Regions from separate parts of the Sus scrofa genome. Here region 1 is linked to region 2. A link is a contact called in public promoter capture Hi-C data. All regions are on one chromosome and are shown on one strand. The core of a region is the stretch at or near the end of the contact, and the rest is flanking DNA. Distances in the headings are between cores, read along the strand shown. Region 1 holds the start of GCAT (2-amino-3-ketobutyrate coenzyme A ligase, mitochondrial). Region 2 overlaps MICALL1 (MICAL-like protein 1).

Region 1 (3,748 bases), core at 364-2,863, 110 kb before region 2:
AGTCATGCAAGGACAGCAACGACAAATCTCTGTAATGATGTACTTCTATTTTGTTTTGTTAATTTGTCATTAATCTACTTATGGTTTGGGGGATTTGGGTGGGTTTGTGTGTTTTGTTCAGTTGGATGGTTGATTCATTCGGAAGGTAAAAGTCGGGGGAGAATGGGGCAAGGTAGCTTGTGGCAAGATGACAGGGAGCCCAGCCTTGGTAAGGTTTTAAGTTGAACACTCCTCGTGAGTTGCAGAACGTTAGCGGAGAGGAGAGAGGTGGCATCAGTGGGACGGCAAAGGAGGGAGCAGGGGAAAAAAAAAAACAAAAAACCCTGTCTGGGCTGATTTGCACCTCCCAGTGGTGAGCAGTGGGGCATCCACATCCAGTTTCCTTCTCACTTCTGTTCCTTTGCCCCTGTAGCCTCCCTATTGTCCTAGGTGAGGGGAGGAGGTCAAAATGACAGCTGGTCCTAGAAATTGTGGCTTCTCAGAATCAGCTGGAGACTAGCTATTGGGAGACCTCTGTGGCTTCCGAAGGTCTCCTGTGAAACAGCAGAGGAAGCTTTGGGGGAAGGGTGGGGAGTGGGTCAGCCAAGTGCCTCAGAGTGCCCTGTTAAAACTTGGTTTTTTTCCACACCATCGGATTGCATCCTAGGAGGACCTTTTTTCCTTTTCGCCTGATTTTTGGTTCCTCCTGTACAAGAGATGGCTTTGCCAGGTGGTCGGCCGGGGCTCCAGCCCTGCCACCCGCCACTTAAAAACCTCCTGACCTCTTTACTTCTGAGTCTTTTATGAGTAGTTGTAGATGGGGGAGGAGGGGGGCGGGGAGTGGACAGTGAGACATACTGCAGTTGACTTTGAATTGCTAAGTAGTTTTACAGAGCTAGGTCTGTGTGTATGTGTGTATATGTATATATACAATCTAGGGCTAGGACTTAACGTTTCACACCCGGGAGCTGGGAGAAAAAACCTGTACAGTCTTTCCCTTTTTTGTAATAAAATGGGAAAACGCGCAATTGTGCGTCCTTCCCCTCCCCCCCCCACCATCCCAACCCCCTTTTACTTTTTAAACAAGTGTTATTTGTGCCGGGAAGAATTTGCTGTCTTTGTAATTTTGAAACTTTAAAATAAAATTGAAAAAAAAAAAAAAGGAAAAAGCCCGTGCAGTGTGTTTTTCTTCACTTCCAAGCCTGGAGGAGAATGCGTAGCAATCGGATGGGCAAGGAGTGGGGGAAATCTCGGGGGCGTTTGCACCTGAGAATGGGGGAGGGTTCCAAGAGCTCGACAGAACCGGGGCAACCCTGGGGCTAGAGCGTACAGAATGTGCTTCAGCCCGCTTCCCGGCGCCTGCCTCCCGCGCCCGTAGGGCATCCCCTTAACCTTCCGAGTGCTAAGTGTGCAGGCAGGGGATGGGTGGGGGTCTGGAGGCCCGGACGCGCGTTCCTCCGCCCCGTCACTTCCCCTCCCCCTTTGAGGACAGCTCCAGTCTCAATTTACAGACCAATCCACTTTCGTCCACTGCGGATCCCGCCAGGCCCCGCCCGCCCATCCCTGGGTCCGCCTCCCCTGCCCCAGTAGCGGGGGCCCCTCGCTCTGATTGGCTGTCGGGGCCCAGCCCCCGCCACGTGATCAGGCGGGGGTCTCCGTGCGTACAGCCCGCAGCGGGCAGGCGCGCTCCGGCGAGGTGGACGCGATGTGGGCCGGCCGCATCCTCTGCGCTGCCCTCTCCCGGGCCCCCCGCGGCTGTCGCCCGCAGTCAGCGCTGGCTCAGCTGCGTGGCATTCTGGAGGAGGAGCTGGAAGGCATCCGCGAGGCTGGCACCTGGAAAAGCGAGCGGGTCATCACGTCCCGTCAGGGGCCGCGCATACACGTGGACGGCGTCTCGGGAGGTAATGGACCCCGCTCCTGCTGGGAATCGTCAGACCTGGCCAGGCGTTCGAGGGCCGTTCTGAGGCTTGGGCTGGAATGGAGGTCCTGGAGGCCGTGGGCGGGCAGGAGCACCTGCACAGGTCGCTGCTGTACCCTTCCCCATCTGTCAGGCCGACTTGTCGACTTCTCGGCTTCCCGCGGTTAGCTCTAACCTGGTTAACGCGAAGGGAGGTAATTTGCCCTTAAGCCCCTTTTTGATTCAGAGGGCACGGCTGGCCCGAGATCAAGCGCTGTGAGAATGTGAGAAAAAAAAATAGAGAGATACCAGCGGGCTCTCACTCTTCCGCTTCAAGGGAGGGTGGTGAGAAGGCGGCAGCATGAACTTCTGCGTTTCTGGAGCCGCTGCTTTGTTCAGGCTTCTATTAATTGCTGCACTTGGACTTCTGCAAACTTCAAAACGTGGGGATGACCAATCCCATTTACAAACGAAGAAGCTGACCCTCAGAGATGTGAAGTGGCTGGCGGGAAAGGCCCCAGCCAGCTGCAGGCAGAGCTGGGCTTTGGTTTGGTTTGGCATATGGAACTAGCAGGTCAGCTAACTGGCCAAAATCACAGTGAGCAAAGGGCTCCAGGGCTGCTGCAGAAGTCACACCATGAATTGGCCCACCAGGCCACCCTTGTTTCTGTCTCACACCCCACAGCTTGTCTGTGCCTGGCCCCACCAGGTGGAGGTGCTGGTGACAAGCGGACCCCCAAACCTGCCATCTGCCCAGGAAATGGGCATGGACTCCTTGGTGCTGTTGTGCTCGTTTATAAAACAGAGGTCCCTGGAAGGCCCTGCCTTGCCCTCAGAGAAGCTTGGAGCTGGTCAAAAGATGGGGAATGAGGAGAGCGAGGCTCTTTTCCTGCTTTCGCCTCTCCCAGGCTGAGTAAACCTTGCCTCCTCTGGTCAGCTGTGCTCGCTTTGGGCTTTATAATTCAAGGGTCAGGTTCTGATGCGCTTCTCTACTAGGCAGCAAAGCCAGCCGTGTGGAGCGTGGGGACCAAGGCGGGCCTCTGACCCAGCTGTCCCCTGTCATCCACGAGGAAACCAGGGCCCAGACGAAGGGTTGCTGGTGAGCTTCAATGACAGGAGAAGCCAGTGAGGAACGGCCGGTTCCGCTTTGGGTGGAATGTGCAAAGTCCTTTTGTTTGTTTTGTTTTTTAAGTTTTATTGAAGTAGAGCTCGTTTACAATGTTGTGATAATTTCCGCTGCAAAACCAGAGTTTAAACTCCTCGTCCTCCGAGGTGCTGCTGTGAGGGTCCCTATCTGTCCCTCCTTTTCCTGTAACTGTTGGACTCAGTGCTTCGCTGGGGCTCCCAGCTCCCCCTCCTGGTCTCTGCCCCAGGACACATCAAACTGTGTGCTTCTTGCCTCCTCAGGGGCGAATCCAGGTTCATTTCCTCTCTGAGCTCCCAAGGCCTGGCACTGACATCTTTCCAGGTCCTTCTTTGTCCTGAGCTGCAGTGTCTGTCCCCTGTCCTCTACCTCAGGAATCATTAACTTCTGTGCCAACAACTACCTGGGCCTGAGCAGCCACCCCGAGGTGATCCAGGCAGGTCTGCAGGCCCTGGAGGAGTTTGGAGCCGGCCTTAGCTCTGTCCGATTCATCTGTGGGACCCAGGTACAGAGCGGCCGGGGGCGGTGGGGATGGTCCCCAGCGTTGGGCACTGACCCCAGATGTTTGCTTCCACTGTCAGCAGGGCTGGTTTTGCCGGCTCAGCTCCTCCCAGCACTCTAGGCCCACGCAGCCCCAGAGCTGTCTACGAGAAGGGTGGGCTTCAGGCTTCTGTTTTGCTGTGCAGCCTTGGGCGAGAGACTCTACCTCTCTGAGCATCCATGGCCCC
Region 2 (3,635 bases), core at 973-3,472:
TATGACATCTTTTCTGGAGTGGCAGAGGAGGGGGAGGAAGTTGCCACAAGAGGCAGGAAGTTGCCTCCTCCGGGCGTGCCTGTCGGCCCTGGGGCTGGGGATATGGAGGGGCTGTGGCACCCACTCCTCGCCACCCCGGGGTGTGGCACAGAGCCGGGGTGCTGGGCCCGTGCTGGCCGGAGAGAGGAGGGAAGCTTCTGGACGCAGGCCTGGGGGGGGGGGGGCTGTCCTTCAGGTGACCGGGCGCCGTCGTGCAGGTCCAGGCTGACCAGTACATCCCCGAGGAGGACATCCACGGAGAGGTGGACACCATCGAGCGCCAGCTGGATGCCCTGGAACACCGCGGGGTCCTGCTGGAGGAGAAGCTGCGTGGCGGAGCGAATGGTGCGGGAGCTGTGGGGGGGCCTGGCCGGGGGGACCCGGGGCAGGAGGGAGCCTCTCTCCCTGGGGAGGAGCCACCGTGGCCCCTTTGGGGATGGGGACTGCCGGCGGCCCTGACCTCAGTCGGCCTCTGCCTTCCAGAGGGCCGCGAGGATGACATGCTGGTGGACTGGTTCAGGCTCATCCACGAGAAGCACCTGCTGGTCCGGCGGGAGTCCGAGCTCATCTACGTGTGAGTGCTCCCTCCCCGGCCCCCGCCGCCTCCCCAGGACCCGCAGAGCTTAGGACCCAGACGCCGCCCTTCTTCCCTCATCACCGACGGCAGCGGGCAGGCGGCCGGGACCTGACCGATGGTCGCCTTCTTCCCACGCTCTAGCTTCAAGCAGCAGAACCTGGAGCAGCGCCAGGCCGACGTGGAGTATGAGCTCCGGTGTCTTCTCAACAAGCCAGGTGAGTGTGGTCCCACCTGCTCCTGGACCCAGGCCCCGGGGCCTGGGGACTCGAAGAGCCCTGGTAGGGGACGCATGGGCCGACTCTGTGAGCAAGGCCGGAGGGCAGGACCGGCAGGGGCTGTCTGGGTCTTAACGGGTGATAAATAGGCTCGAGCCGTGAGCCCGCATGGTGGCCAGCGTGGGGCTGTGACATCTGTGGTGCTGGGATGACAGGCTTGCAGAGAGCACCAAGCCCAGGGGCAGACGGGCCTGTTTTGGCCCCCTCCTCTCCTGGAATGTGTGGGGAGGCAGGTCCCTGGGGGGAGAGCAGGGGCCTGTCCAGGGGCAGCTCTGTGCTCATGGCTGTTAGTTGAGAGCATGGCAGGCTCAGGTGGCAGGGGCGGGGGATGGTGGAGGTGGAAGCGGGGATGGCGAAGGCGCCCTGCACAGCGTGGCTCAGAATGACCCGGGGAGGCCGGGTGTGGGATGTGCTGAGAATGGAGCAGGGGCGGCGGGAGGGCTTGGCATGGAGTCAGATAGTCCGTGTTCTGCCGCTAACTTGCTGGGTGACCTCAGGCAGCTTGCTTAGCCCCACTGAGCCTCAGTGACTTCGTATGTAAGACAGGAGTGAAGATACCTCCCTGGTAGGGTATTCTAGGGACCAGCAGATGGGTGTGGAAAAGAGGAGCTGACGTTCCTGTTGTGGCACAGCGGAAACGAATCTGATTAGCACCCATGAGGTTGTGGGTTCAATCCCTAGCCTTGCTCAGTGGGTTCAGGATCGGGTGTTGCCGTGAGCTGTGGTGTAGGTCACAGACGCAGTTTGGATCCTTCATGGCTATGGCTCTATGTTGTAGGCTGGCAGCTACAGCACCAATTCGACCCCTAGCCTGGGAACCTCCATGTGCTGCGCCTGCAGCTGTAAAGAGACCTCCCTCTCCAAAAAAAAAAAAAAGAAAAGCAAAGGAGCTGATGGCTGATGGTTCCTATGTGGCTGAGTTGGGGTCTGTGGCCATGACATGGAGTGAGCACAGCTGTGGGCAGGGAGAGACCGCAGGAGTCTGTGGAGCCCGGCCTGTGACCACTTCCTATGGCCCAGGCAGTAGGCATCAACGTTTCCATTTAATGGATGAGGAAATCAGAGCTAGAGAGTTTGAGAGTCTTGCCCGCTGGTGGTGGAGCTGGGCTTTTCTCCATGTCTCTGACCTGAGCCTGTCCCTGTACACACAGCCCCTCCTGCCTTATGGGACAGTGGCCCTGATTTCCCACTGACCAGGGAACTTGGGAGGCTGCATGAAAGCCAAGGCAGGAGTGTTCCTGAGAAGTCACAGAATGTCCCAGCCCTCCACTGCCATCTTTAAATTACTCTCCAATCTCCAGAGGCTGGGGCGGGGCTGCCACTCAGAGGGAGGCACAGCGACGCCTTGTGGCTGGAGTGGGCGCAGCACCTCTGTACCCCAGGCCAGCCTGGCCCTGGCTTTTGTTTTTGTTGTTGTTGTTTTTAAGCGTGTGGTTGATTTACAGTGTTGTGTCAGGCCCTGGGCTTTTTGTGCTGGGTCTCCAGTCCTCTGTGTGGTAGCGGCACATCCTGGGCTCGTCATCCTGTCCCAGATGTTGCCTCTGGAGGCTGAGAATGGTTTGTAAGGCCCCAGATGGGCTGAAGACCCCTAAGACTACAACTGTGGCAGCTTAGGGGTGTTAGGCTGCCTGGGTACGAGCTTGGCTCCACCCTTGCTGTGTGACACTGGTTAAGGACTTCTCTTCTCCAAGCCTCAGTTTTCTCCCATGTAGGTTGGGCACATAACTTACCCAGGCTCCAGATTTAGGAAGTAGCAGATTGCGAGTTGAACTGAGCTGGCGATTTCAAAACCCACGTCGTCCCCAGAACTGTGCTGGGCCAGTGGCTCCTGAGTTTTGGCAGGAGGTGGCAGTAGGGTGTTGGGGCCTGGCTGAGGGATCTCAGGGTGTTTATTTCAAGATGAGGAGGCCTGTGGAGGGAAGGTCAAGTGTGGGCATCCGTCCCCGGGGAGCCTGTGGGCTGGGCAAGGGGACTGTCAGGGTGCAGCTGGGCCTCCGAGGGGGGTCCTGTGGGATGACTCAGGCTCTTGAGAGGAGGCTGCAGGGACAACAGGTGTCCGAGACAGCGAGGACACCTCCTGGCTGGGCTCCCTGCCCCCAGGCTCCCCTTGAGTCCACCCTCCTTCATGGCATTAGATGAATGTCCCCGTGTGCCACTTGGGTCACATCGCTTCTCCAGCATGAGGACCCCTGGTGGGGGGGAGTCCGTGTCTTCACACACACACACACACACACACACCCGGTCTCATTCTGGCCAGCCCGCTATTGGAGGCTCTCAGCAGGCCCAGCCTGAATCCTGCCTCCCCAAGGAACCACCTAGTGAAGGAATGTTTGTTAGGTGGATGCGTGAACAGAAGCAGGAAACTCTTTGGCCTGTGCTGGTCTCTCTCTGTGCTCAGAAGGTGCGTCGCGCTGGCCCTGGCAGAGCCCCCGTGAAGAGCGTTCTGGCAGGCAGACTGGTACCCTTGATCTCTTCAGTATACAGCCTTCATTTCTCCAAAAACCTGTAACCCCCCCCCATCTGGGCCCCCTCGCTGCCGTCGAGGTGTCTAGCGCGGGGCTGGTCCACAGCCGCCCTTAGCACTCAGGCGTGGGTTCCTCGCTTCTTAGGACTCAGCTCCCCACCTTTTCTCCTTGGGCAGAAAAGGACTGGACCGAGGAGGACCGGGGCCGAGAGAAGGTGCTGATGCAGGAGCTCGTCACCCTCATCGAGCAACGCAACGCCATCGTCAACTGCCTGGACGA

The links. Promoter capture Hi-C pulls out the DNA fragments that hold promoters and counts their contacts.
Region 1: a contact with region 2 is called in a promoter capture Hi-C map of skeletal muscle, with 6 times the contacts expected there. The contact joins the promoter of GCAT here to the enhancer-like site in region 2. A contact is called at or near these places in 4 of 5 promoter capture datasets (fetal liver, fetal skeletal muscle, liver and 1 more), 11 of 47 Hi-C or Micro-C datasets (embryonic fibroblasts, fetal heart ventricle, fetal skeletal muscle and 6 more) and 2 of 2 datasets of contacts at active chromatin or transcription factors (alveolar macrophages and skeletal muscle).

The regions. Positions count from the first base shown.
Region 1 is chr5:10,036,344-10,040,091 of Sscrofa11.1, reverse strand. It overlaps GCAT (2-amino-3-ketobutyrate coenzyme A ligase, mitochondrial), which reads left to right and starts at 1,613. Exons shown (of 9, transcript XM_013997525.2): 1 at 1,613-1,880; 2 at 3,395-3,525. The coding sequence starts at 1,685. LOC100510904 (histone H1.0) reads left to right here. Exons shown (of 1, transcript XM_003126037.4): 1 at 1-1,148.
Region 2 is chr5:9,930,753-9,934,387 of Sscrofa11.1, reverse strand. MICALL1 (MICAL-like protein 1) reads left to right here. Exons shown (of 16, transcript XM_021091499.1): 11 at 258-384; 12 at 523-613; 13 at 758-831; 14 at 3,533-3,635. Among named protein-coding and RNA genes, the nearest start is that of C5H22orf23, 15 kb to the right of the region's middle. Within about 2 kb of position 2,222, at least 29 of the 83 cell types and tissues checked have an H3K27ac peak or open chromatin away from gene starts, as enhancers often do. A contact at or near this core is called in alveolar macrophages, fetal liver, fetal skeletal muscle and 5 more, where this site is marked.